Regions from separate parts of the Gossypium hirsutum genome. Here all the other regions are linked to region 1. Evidence: chromatin contacts called from public Hi-C data. All regions are on one chromosome and are shown on one strand. The core of a region is the stretch at or near the end of the contact, and the rest is flanking DNA. Distances in the headings are between cores, read along the strand shown.

Region 1 (3,823 bases), core at 1,195-3,694:
ATCTTGGAAAAACAAAGTTTTGTCTTGTCTTACAGATCAAGCATTTAAAAGATGGAATTCATGTTCATCAATCAACTTATATGGAAAAGAAACTAAAGAAAATTTACATGGATAAAGCACACCCATTAAGTACTTTGATGGTTGTACGATCGTTAGATGTGAATAAAGATCAATTTGGTCCTTGCGAGGATAGTAAAAAGTTTCTTAGTCCTGAAGAACCATAGAGGCATTTATGTATCTTGCAAACAACACAAGACCTGATATAGCTTTTGTTGTAAACTTGTTAGCAAGATTTAGTTCTTCTCCTACACATAGACATTGGAATAGAATTAAATATTTATTTAGATATCTTTGAAAGACTATTGATATGGGTTATTTTATTCAAATGATTCAAAATCCTTATTAGTCGGCTATGCTGATGCTGGATACTTATCGGATCCACATAAAGGTCGATCTTAAATAGGATATTTATTTACATGTGGGGGTACTACCATATCATGGTGTTCAACAAAGCAAACATTAGTTGTTGCTTCTTCAAATCATGCAGAAATAATTGCAATGCATGAGGCAAGTCGAGAGTGTGTTTGGTTAAGGTTATTGACTCAACATATCTAGAAGATATGTAATTTTCCTTTACAGGAAAAGATGTCAATTATCTTATATGAAGATAATTCAGCATGTATAGCTCAATTGAAGGGTGGTTATATCAAAGGCGACAGACCGAAACATATTTCACCAAAATTATTCTTCACCCATGATCTTGAGAAAATAGGTGATATAAATATTCAACAAATTCGTTCTAGTGAGAATTTAGCAGACCGTGTTACTAAGGCATTGCCAACTTCAACATTTGAAAGACTACTACACAAGATTAGAATGCGTTGACTCAAAGATGTAATGTAATGTTGCCATCAGGGGGGGTCTAAAAACAAGTTGTACTCTTTTCCTTTAACCAAGGTCTTGTCCCATTGGGTTTTCCTAATAAAAGTTTTTAAAGAGGCAGCTTGTAATAGAAGATTGTGTACTTTTTTCCTTCATTAGGTTTTTTTATCACATAGGGTTTTTCTTAATAAGGTTTTAACGAGGCACATTATCTACCAATGGATATCCTATGGGGAGTGTTATGATTATCTTATTAAGTGGATGTCCATCATGATAAAGATAAAGTTTTGATATATTTTAAATTCTAGTAGTTATTAAAATTAGATTTCTACTTCTTTTATACTTCTTATGCCCATAAATAGAGATTCTAATGAAGCATTGTAATCATCCCTTTTTATCAATAAAGTACATTCTCTATTACTTTTATATTTTCATTGTTCTTTATTCTCTCCATCTCTCTTTATTTTATAAAACTATTAATTTAATGTTGGATTGCTTGATGAGAAAACACTCTCGATTTGCTTTTTATAACATTAAAATTTTATTCGCTTACCGAATTCTAGGTATTGCTTCCCTGATTATTCCTCGTGAGTCTGCAATTCACTGGCTTCTAGTGTAGTAAGTGTAATGTTAACAGAAAAAAATATAATCTATTTATTTGCATTTACAGTTGAAAAATTTAAAATATGAAGAGTATAATTTTTTATAATAAATAATTAATTTTATGTAATACTTTTGGAAACATATAATTGATAATTTAATTATAAGTTTTTTAAACAAATTTACACTATCTTTGTCTACAATCTACCACCAAATTTACGTTAGAGATAACTAAAGGAAATTTTTCAAAAAAGATAGTAAAGCATTAGATGTTTCCATACCAAGAAAAAAGAGTTCTAAAGAGTTTAAATTCAACATTGTCAAAAATAAAATTGTGTGAGAAAAATGTCTTCTCTCTATGAAAATATTGGAACTGAAGATTCCTCGGTGGAAGGCTTAATCCCTAAAAAGGTTTATTTTAGGGATAAAGATGGAGATAGAGGTAATGATATGGTGATTGATCTGAGTGCTGAGCAGACGACCTCTTGGAAAGACAAGCTAGTAGACCAATCTTCCGAATTCGATAGGAATAGATTAAAGGAGGATAGGATTTTGATTTACAGATTGAATTCGATGGGAATAGATTAAAGGAGGATAGGATTTTGATTTACTGGAAAGAGATATCCAAAAGTGTATTGTGAATGAGATTCCCTCTATTGAGTTTTCAGATAGGATCCATCAAATCCTCGTTAGGAATATGGAAAACACAGTGTTCTTGAAACTTTTGGGTCAGAATATCGGGTATTCGGTCTTGCAGACCAAAGTTTGTAGTCTATGGAAGCATTCATCACCATTCATTTGATGGATACTGAAAACAGATATTTTTTGGCCAAATTCCAGAATAAGCTTTATTGTGAGAAAGTCCTTTCTAGGGGCCCTTGGATTGTGTTCGGTCAATTCTTAGCAATACAAACCATGGACAGTGTCCTTTAATCCAACACAAGGTTTTTCTGAAGGTAGTAATGTCGTGGATCAAGCTTCCAGGTCTACCGGGATACCTATACAAACGAAACATTTTGATGGAAATAGGGGGAATGATCGAAAAAGTCGCGAAATTGGATATAAACATTGACAATAGAGCTAGAGGCCATTTTGCCCAAATGGTGGTCTATATCAACTTGAATAAGCCTCTGGTTTCTCAAATTCTGGTTAATGGTAAAGCACAAAAAGTTGAATATGAGTTTTTACCAATGGTTTGTTTTCAGTGTGGAAGATATGGTCATGTTAAAGAAGCGTGCTCCTTTAGGAAATTTGATTTCGACGCTAAAAATGAATCACCACAAAGTGGAATATTATCAAAAAATCAGAACCTGGACATTGACGGCATGGTGGAGAAAGGCAAATCATACGGGCCGTGGATGTTAGTAGAAAGGAAATCTTGGCGGAAGGTTAGGGATCCCCCACAAATGAATGCTGACAATCTGGAAAAGTGCAAGGGAGGGTCTCGGTTTAAAGCCTTGATAGAATTGGATCTAAATGTTGGTGTTTCTTCTAGTGATAAGATTGAGGGGATTGGGAATCAGCAAAATAAAGGTGAAGATATAATTAATGGGGACCACCAAAAAGAGGAGACCTTGAGGCAAAGCAGTGGTCAACTAGTAAGTAAAATGGTGGACAAAGGCTCACCTAACGAATTGGGCTTTAAAGATATTATTGGCTTAGTGAGATTAAACGATGCTGCTAGTGGGTCATATGTTGGGCATGTTTTGACTAACAGGTTGGCAGGTGGTGCTCATTTTAGAAATGGCGAGTCCAGAAAGAATTTAAAGGAGCCCAACAAGATGTTGGAATTTAACGGCCCACTTGAAGGTGAACCCTTCCTAATATGGACAGGGCTATGAAAGGATTGGGAAAGTAGCAAACCCCTGAAGTTGCTATCGACAAAAAAAATTTGGTGATGCAAGATGGGATTGATGCTTCAGGTTTTGAGCTAATTAATGGTTGCGGTGGAGGTTTTTAAAAATGTGATTTTTCTCTATACTTAGCATTAGATGGATCATTGGGTATTGCTTCGGAGGTGAGGGTTGGCAACCTTGATCCCAGCAAACATACAGTTGTGATTTTTAAGGAGAACAAGGAACCAAAAGTTGACTTTAAGGATGAAAGGAACATTGGTCTAATTGTGGAGAAGGCAGTGGTTCACAAGAATGGAACGGTGATAATTTCAGAGGTGGGAGAATAACAAAAAAAATCTTAATAAAATCAATCATAATCGAAATAGCAGATTAAAAAAACATGAGTAACTCAGGAGTTCTGCTACGGGAGACCATGAACTATTTGGCTGAGACTATTTCAACTAATAACATGGAGAATCAACCAAGGTGATTCTATCATATTAAAA
Region 2 (4,059 bases), core at 1,163-3,662, 340 kb before region 1:
TTAAGTAAAACTCCATGATATTTTACAAACCCCTGAAGATTTCGAAAGATTTTACTGTGAAAGTCATCTTCTTAAGACATTGAAACACAACATTTTGAGGCTTCATACTTCCTTGGTAGAAAATCGAATGCTTTCTATAAGGTTAAAGATCCAGAAGTCTGACAATTTGGGGAGGAATGTTTGGCAACTATGTCTTTGAGGTTGTTTGCAAGAGAGTTGTTGAATGATTCTTTTCTCCAGATTGATGATTTAAGATCACTGGAGTATAGGAGAGAACTTGATGAATTGGGGCCTCTCATTCGACAACCATATCCGGAACTTCATTTCAGTAGTACTTCTTATCATAACAGTTATGAGACCCTGAATGAATGGGGGTATCATCTTGCTGAAACCGAGCTTTTCAAGCATCAGGAGGATGAACATGCTGTGGATCTTGACATAAGCATTAAGGGGAAGACGAGATATGATGGTGGTATCTGTTTGAGACTCTGGATCGCTGATAAAGATGGTTAGGAACTTCCTCAACATTTTTTTTTCAATGTGGAAACCCGAATCTGACTAGTATTTGCTCTTTCTGTCAACTTGCAGGTCGTATTCAAAATACATAGTTCCCATTCGACATTGAAATTGATACCGCATGGAGTGTTGCTACCGCAATGGTTGCTAAATTGGATATCATTGATCAAGATGTGACTAAAATAGTGGATATGATCGATGGGGAATTACCTGCTTAGTACTGGATTGGAGGACAGGGCAAGGAGTCAAGGAAACACCCCGGTTTGTGAACTTCTGTCACGATTGTGCTACCAACCGTACATCTACAAGTTCCCTCTTCGATTTCTTAACGCAAAATGCAGGCATCAAAGGTTTGCAACTTCTTCAGTGTTGTAGAAACGAATGTGCTTCAATGTATGGCCGATTCGAAGAGATTAATTTTCTGGTTTAGGAATTTGAGAATTATATGACTGATGGAGCACCAAATGAATCAACCAAATCGGTGCATCACCATGAGATAAGGGACAAGTAGGGGAGCTGCAAGCATAGTCCAATTTGCGCACGATAGAGCCATTTGGACGAAGAGTACGAAAAATCAGATAAGCCGTTCTCAGTAATGCAAGAAGTTCAATCTTGTGTTTGACAGGTTCTCAGTCTTCTCTGCTGTTCATTCATAATATCGTGATTCTTGGACAGTTTTGGTACAAACTCCAACACTACCTGGTATCAACAAATAGGATTCATATCATATTCTTCAAGCATTTCGACTCCGGTTTCCATGACTGTAAGAATAGAAGCTACTCCGATCCGGATACTCAAAACTCTGTCAATGAATAACACCCCTCCCAGAGTCCCAGTTGATGCTGTTGGTATATATAAAATGTGCAAGAGTGTTTGAACAATGAAAATCCACCCTTTTTGATAAAACAGTATATGTTTCACCTTTTCCCTCTCCTAATCCTATTTTGGAGCAAATCATTCAATCTCTAACAAACAGATGACAACATACAACCAGTTGATAATCGATCTGTAAAGGAAGATCCTAAGCATTATTTTATGTTGGAAAATCAAACAATGAAAACCCATTTTGCACCATAAATCTTTCTTTCCTTTTCTCCAAATGATTCGTGTATGTACTCTATATGGAAATATTTAAAAAAAATTTCCCTAACTTTTTCGTGTATTTGAAAGATTCCTTCATGCATATTTACCAAAAAAAAAAATTAAGAGTTTGGATAACATTACCCTTTTTAATTGTAAATCTCTACTAAAAAATCATTAAAAAAATGAAATACCGAAGAAAATACTTTTACACAAATTTAAGACTCGGTGATCGGTAAGAGCGAGACCAGTTCAGTTAGGTTGGGTTGTTTGAACTTTTTTGATTTGATTTAGTTTTCGGTTTTTTATATTTATTTTTTATTTTTAGATTTATTTTAACAAAATAAGCTCTAGTCGTAAATATTTCTAAAAACATAAATTTTCATGCAAGTAAAAAAAGTTATTAACTTCTATAAAATATTTTTTTGAAATAATTTTCGGATTAATTTTTAATTTCTCTATTTTTCATCCTTAACTCTACTGATTGGTGTATGCATCATGATAAGTTCTAATTCTAAATTTACCTTAAAAAGATTATATACTGTCACAATTTCAGAACGGATCAATTCAAAATTAATCGATAGTTGAAGATTGATTTTCCATCCGTAATTATAATTCATTGAACGTATTATTCCAAAGAAGAAAAAGTTTAAACACCACCATAATTATTAATTACAAAACAAAATCTTGATTATCCAATTTTGATGAAATTTCAATACCCGAATTCTGGCATAGCCCAACAAAACTAGAAAGTTGGGTCAGGCCTAAAACAATCAAATTCTAAAATTGTTAGCCCAATCCAAGTGTCATTACTCATAGAAAGTTCGCTTAGCCCCAAAAAGAAGCAAAACCCTAATTATCAGTGGTATAAATTCTCGCCATTTCCGTTGTCTTGCTTGAGTTGCTGCTGTCGTCTTTTGAAAGCCTTCAGAGCATTTACCATTGACCTGTGCCGGAAAGGAAATAAGAAGATTTTGCTTGACCATGGCTGACAAGGCAGTGACTATTAGGACCAGGAAGTTCATGACCAACAGGCTTCTTTCCAGGAAGCAATTTGTGAGTGCCCTTTTCTTTTCTCTCGTTAGCCAAGTTTAGTTCAATGTTCAATGTTCAATGTTCAATTTATAGATCTGATTAAATAAGGGACTTACAGGATATAGTTGCTAAATTTGCGATTTTATTGCATTGCTGATAAGATGCTTAATTTAGAACATTGTTTGAATTTTTATTTGAATACAATACACCTCTTTGCTTAAAAAATGCGATTATAGTAAAATATGTTCTTTGCTTAAAAATATTTGTTTGAGTTTATTGTTAACATGACTTTTCCCCCCCTTTTTTTAGATCATTGACGTTCTACATCCTGGAAGACCCAATGTTTCCAAGGTAAATCTTTAATGTTTTTCAATAATATCAGAATCTTATCTTAACTGGTCGTGTACCATGGATTGTATTAACTGCTTTTTGACTGTTGATTTATTGTCTTTAGGCGGAGTTGAAGGAAAAGCTCTCTAGAATGTATGAGGTGAAGGACCCCAATTCAATCTTTGTGTTCAAGTTTAGGACTCATTTTGGAGGTGGAAAATCTACTGGATTTGGTTTGATTTATGATTCTGTTGAGAACGCCAAGAAGTACGAGCCCAAGTACAGGCTGATCAGGGTAATTGTTGATGGCTCTATTCTATATTTTCTCTGGATTTGTTAGTTGTATGAGCTGCATTTGCTTTAACATGTTGAATTCTATTTCTCTTATGGACTTTATCTGCAGAATTCTCTTTTCACACTTTAAGCATTGCTCAATTCTATGTTATACTCCCTCTCTTTGTTTTTGTTGAAGTACTTGTATCTGACCCATGTTTGGACTTAGAAAAGATTAAAACATATTCGTACCTAACACTCTTAGCTAAGTCCAAGTAACATAGACTATAGTGCATGGAGTCAACCTAGCACTTAAAGTGTTGTATTTGGAACTAGAGTTTGGTGCTCTAATTTGTGCTTGAGGACTGCCTGCTAATGAAGAAAGCTTGAGCCAGTTTTCATTATTGACTCTGAAGGCCTTTTCCCAATTTCATACCTTTTGTATTCCTAGTGGTTGTTCTGAGTTGTACTATATCGGTGTCTCTTTGAAAAGGTCCCTATGTAATGTAAGAAACTAATTATTTATGCTGCTGTTTCAGAATGGACTCGATACCAAGGTAGAGAAATCGAGGAAACAAATGAAGGAAAGGAAGAACAGGGCTAAGAAGATCCGTGGAGTAAAGAAGGTAAGATTGATCGACATTTTTACTTACCTTACTTGAACTGCTGTCATTTTGTAAACGTCTGACTAACTGTTTTTGCTTGTTTCAAATAGACCAAGGCCAGTGAAGCAGCAAAGAAGAAGTGAGAGCTAAAAGGCAAAACTCGTGCTTATCACAGAGCCAATGCTTTTCAACATTGTTTTTTAGGGTTCTTGAATCTTTT
Region 3 (3,912 bases), core at 91-2,590, 420 kb before region 1:
TAATTGCAAATCAACCGTAATTCTTTTGCATACGATAATTCAATTGCAAAATCTCGACCATCCAAGAGTATAGGGTTCCTATGACTCTGCATAACATCCATGTTGGCGCAACCACTATAAATGGTTGAGAACTTGAGATTAAATAATGGTCAATTTCTATTATTAGTCCTTATACTATGCATAAATTGAGAATTTAGTCTTTGTACTCTAACTTGGTTAATTTTAATACATGCTTTTCAATTTTTGAAATTTCAATCCTAGCTTAAATGATACCAATTAAATTTGTCATGTCAATTTCTGCTATTATTCCATATTATGCTTAAGTTGCAGATTTAGTCCTTGTTCTTCAATTTAATCAGTTTTAATCCTAGACTTTTTAAAATTTGAAATTTAAGGACAGACTCAAATGGTATTCATTAAATCCATTAACTAAAATGCTGTGGGTTCTTTTACGAGTGTTATGTGAAAATAGCAAGCTAACATGTTATTACACATGTGATCATATATTTTTTGTATAAGCTTTTGGAAATAGTAAAATTGATTTTAAGGAATTTAATAATTATTGTTTTGTTAATACCGAAATTTAAAATTTGAAAAAGTACAATATTAAAAGTGACCATATTGGAATACAAGGACTAGATCTACAAATTATGCATAATACATGGACCAATAGCAAATTTAGTCCTTAAATAATATTCCCAACGGGTAACAGCAAAAGTTTGGTTAAATTAATGGAAATCTCGACCTTCCCTTCCTGGATTTTGTTCTCTCTTTTTCAATTCAACAAGCTAAAGGCCAAAAGTCATAACAGCCATCTATCCTAAAACAGTTAAGGGCGATAACAAGATTGAAGGCAGAAACCCATCAAATTTCAAACTGAATATCCAAAATTTAACAGAAAAAAACAAAGGAAAGAGGAAACAATTTTAACTTTTCTTATATAAAAAAAAAAGTTCACATGAAGAAATCCTACATAACATTTAAGTATTAAGACCCAAAAGACCAACATCCTTTCACATAATATAATGGTTATTAACATAACTTTCTGAGTAAACAAACATGACCAAGAAAAACCCAATTTCATAATAAAAACTGAAAAAAGAAAAAAATACCTCAAATTTGCAAAGATTAGAAGTTGGAGTGATTTGGGTTTTATCTGGTGTATCCATTTTTTTTTCCATCAAAGCTTCCACATCTTCATCGCTCTTTGAAGGATGACAGGAAGCTTTAAGAGCTCACTGGCTCAGCGCTTGAAGAGAGTGAAAGACAGCCAAATAATCCCTTTCTTTATTTGTTTGTATTCTGTTGGAAACTAAAAATGCTTTTTGAACAAATAAACAAATTTTGATTGAGGAAGCGGGAAGGCGGGAAAAATAAAAGCAAATTTAAAAAATTGTAAAAACCTAATCAATATTGGGGCGGCCCATCACATGTCTCCAGCCCAAAGTGAAATGAAGAACTTTAACGTTGAATTTGGACTTTTTATTCATTTGTAGACAAATATTTATGGTTCAAGGTTTTGCAACAACTAGAAATAAATATTTATAAAAAAATTAAAATTTATTAAAATGAAAAAATTTATAACCATACTCCATAAGAAATAGGCGTCCAAAATACTGACGACCCCTATGTTCTTCCTTAGACCAGTCAATATGTGGGCCAAAATGGCATGAATATAGCGCAAAGCCGAAGGTAAGCATGTTGTCTTTGACTAACTCGAGTTATATTGCAACTCAATCTTGGCGATGTCGGACCAACAAAGTGGGGTTGGTCAATGGATGTGCCTGAAAAGTATCGGGAACTCAGGGGTATCTATAAACTCCTTGGAACATAATCCTAGGGCAGCTCCGAAGCCTAAGACACTAAGCTAAGGTAACGCATCGTACCCCCAAGTCGGAAGGAAATAGTGCAAGGCTCATCCTACTGTGAAATAGCCGACTGTAAGAAAAAGGTAGAGCAAAACTTCAATGTGAGTTTGACATATGTGGGCTCTACGATAGTAAAGAATCGGTCCCACGATGTCGTGTCGATCAATACCTGAACCCTGGCCGCTAAACGGACCACTTGTAGAGCCTCCCAATCAATGCATCGACCCACTCCCAATGGTTTCTCCTTAAGGTGTTGATACTAGTCCTTATGTGGACCCAGACCAAATTGGAGACGCAAGTGTCTCATGACTGTAGTCGGGGCCAAGGATGAAGATGCACCCGATGTCTTCCACTTTTTAGAGGCGGGAACAACGACCTTGGTTTTTCCTCTCGTATTTATCATAATATACCTGAAATAAAAATATGAAAACTAGATATTAGAGGAGTAGTGAATCATTGATTGGGCATCATCGACGTCAATGAAATAAATCTCATACAAACAAAGTCAACATGGGCAACAATTATCAGCAAGAATATATAAAAACAAATACAAGTAAATTGTTCCTATAACACCCCAAACTCGGTCAAGTAAGTTCGACTCGAATCTAGCGTGCCACATTAGCCACTGAAGTGACTCTCCGTTAACTTCCAACCTAACCTCCAACACACCACAAATTCACAACATAGAAGTTGTGCTAAGTTTCACATATTGCAACGGGATGTCATAACATCATGCATATAATATAAAACATGTGAAGTTATAAAACAAATAGAAGAAGTGTTCACATATCAATCTACAACATCTTAATGGTTCATAAACATCACTTAACATAAGTTCGCATAACAGCATTCAATGTGAGTTCACATCACACATAAAGTATGAGTTCACACATCAACCTAAGTTTGCATACAATAATATAGGTTCGTATCCTAACATTCATTATAGGGTCGTTAAATAAACAAACACTACACCAAAATTGACTTTTAGCGGCGTTTTTCGCGGTGTTTGAATAAGAGACGCCGCTACAAATGGAGCATTAGCGGCGCATTTAGAAAAACGCCACTATAGACCGGTCATTAGGAAAGTGTCGCAAATAATTAAGCAGAACACCGTCGTTTAACTTTGACATGTAGTGGCACTAGCAGCGTTTATCTGGAAACGCCGATAAAGATCCAGCATTTGCGACGCTTATAAAATAACGCCGCTAATGACTGGTACATTAGCGGCGCTACCACAAAAACGCCACTAATGCTCAGCAAATAATTAAACAGAACGCCGTCGTTTAACTTTGACCTGTAGTGGCACTAGCGGCGTTTTTCCGTAAACGCCGGTAAAGATCTAGTATTTGCGGTGCTTATAACAAAACGCCACTAAAGATCGGTACATTATCGGTGCTACTACAAAAACTCCACTAATGCTCTGCAAATAATTAAGCAGAAAACCATCGTTTAACTTTGACCTGTAGTGGCACTAGCGGCGTTTATTTGGAAACACCGGTAAAGATCAAGCAGTTACGGTGCTTATATTAAAACGCCGCTAAAGATCGGTACATTAGCGACGCTGCTATAAAAACACCACTAATGCTCCGTAAATAATTAAGCATAACGCCGTCGTTTAACTTTGACTTGTAGTGGCACTAGCGGCGTCTTTATACAAACGCTACTAATTCCCCATATATAGCGGCGCTTTTTGCTAAAAGCCGCAAATAAGCTTGGCTAAACGGCAACGTTTGGAGTTGATCTTCAGTAGCATTAGCGGCGCTTTATAATAAACGCCACTGTAGGTCGAGAATTAGTGGTGCTTTTTGGAAAAACGCCACAAATAAAAACATTTTATTTTAGGGTTTAGTCTTTAGTATGTAAGGTTTAATGTCTATAGTTTAGGATTTTAGGGTTTATGATATAATGTTTATTATATTTTGATTAGTGTTTTGAATTTTGGGTTTATGGTTTAATTTACAGCTTGTGGTTTGGAGTAATTAATTTATAGTTAAAGTCTTAGTTACTATTCATGGTTTAACAGGTTAGGCTATTATGGTTTAAG

The links. A called contact is a pair of places that touch in the nucleus more often than the background predicts.
Region 2: a Hi-C map of leaf shows a contact between it and region 1, with 2.0 times the contacts expected there. The contact joins the promoter of LOC107918537 here to the promoter of LOC107919302 in region 1. A contact is called at or near these places in 15 of 34 Hi-C or Micro-C datasets (anther, callus, fibers and 4 more).
Region 3: a contact with region 1 is called in a Hi-C map of leaf, with 1.8 times the contacts expected there. The contact joins the promoter of LOC107918623 here to the promoter of LOC107919302 in region 1. A contact is called at or near these places in 4 of 34 Hi-C or Micro-C datasets (hypocotyl and leaf).

Annotation. Positions count from the first base shown.
Region 1 is chrD13:36,757,395-36,761,217 of Gossypium_hirsutum_v2.1, forward strand. It overlaps LOC107919302, which reads left to right and starts at 2,445. Exons shown (of 2, transcript XM_016848783.1): 1 at 2,445-3,291; 2 at 3,468-3,664. The coding sequence starts at 2,445. The coding sequence ends at 3,664.
Region 2 is chrD13:36,415,787-36,419,845 of Gossypium_hirsutum_v2.1, forward strand. LOC107918537 (40S ribosomal protein S24-1) reads left to right here and starts at 2,413. Exons shown (of 5, transcript XM_016848116.2): 1 at 2,413-2,652; 2 at 2,941-2,982; 3 at 3,086-3,256; 4 at 3,774-3,860; 5 at 3,950-4,059. The coding sequence starts at 2,581. The coding sequence ends at 3,982. It also overlaps the pseudogene LOC107919184.
Region 3 is chrD13:36,343,250-36,347,161 of Gossypium_hirsutum_v2.1, forward strand. LOC107918623 (protein tesmin/TSO1-like CXC 3) reads right to left here and starts at 1,341. Exons shown (of 11, transcript XM_016848214.2): 1 at 1,113-1,341. The coding sequence starts at 1,181.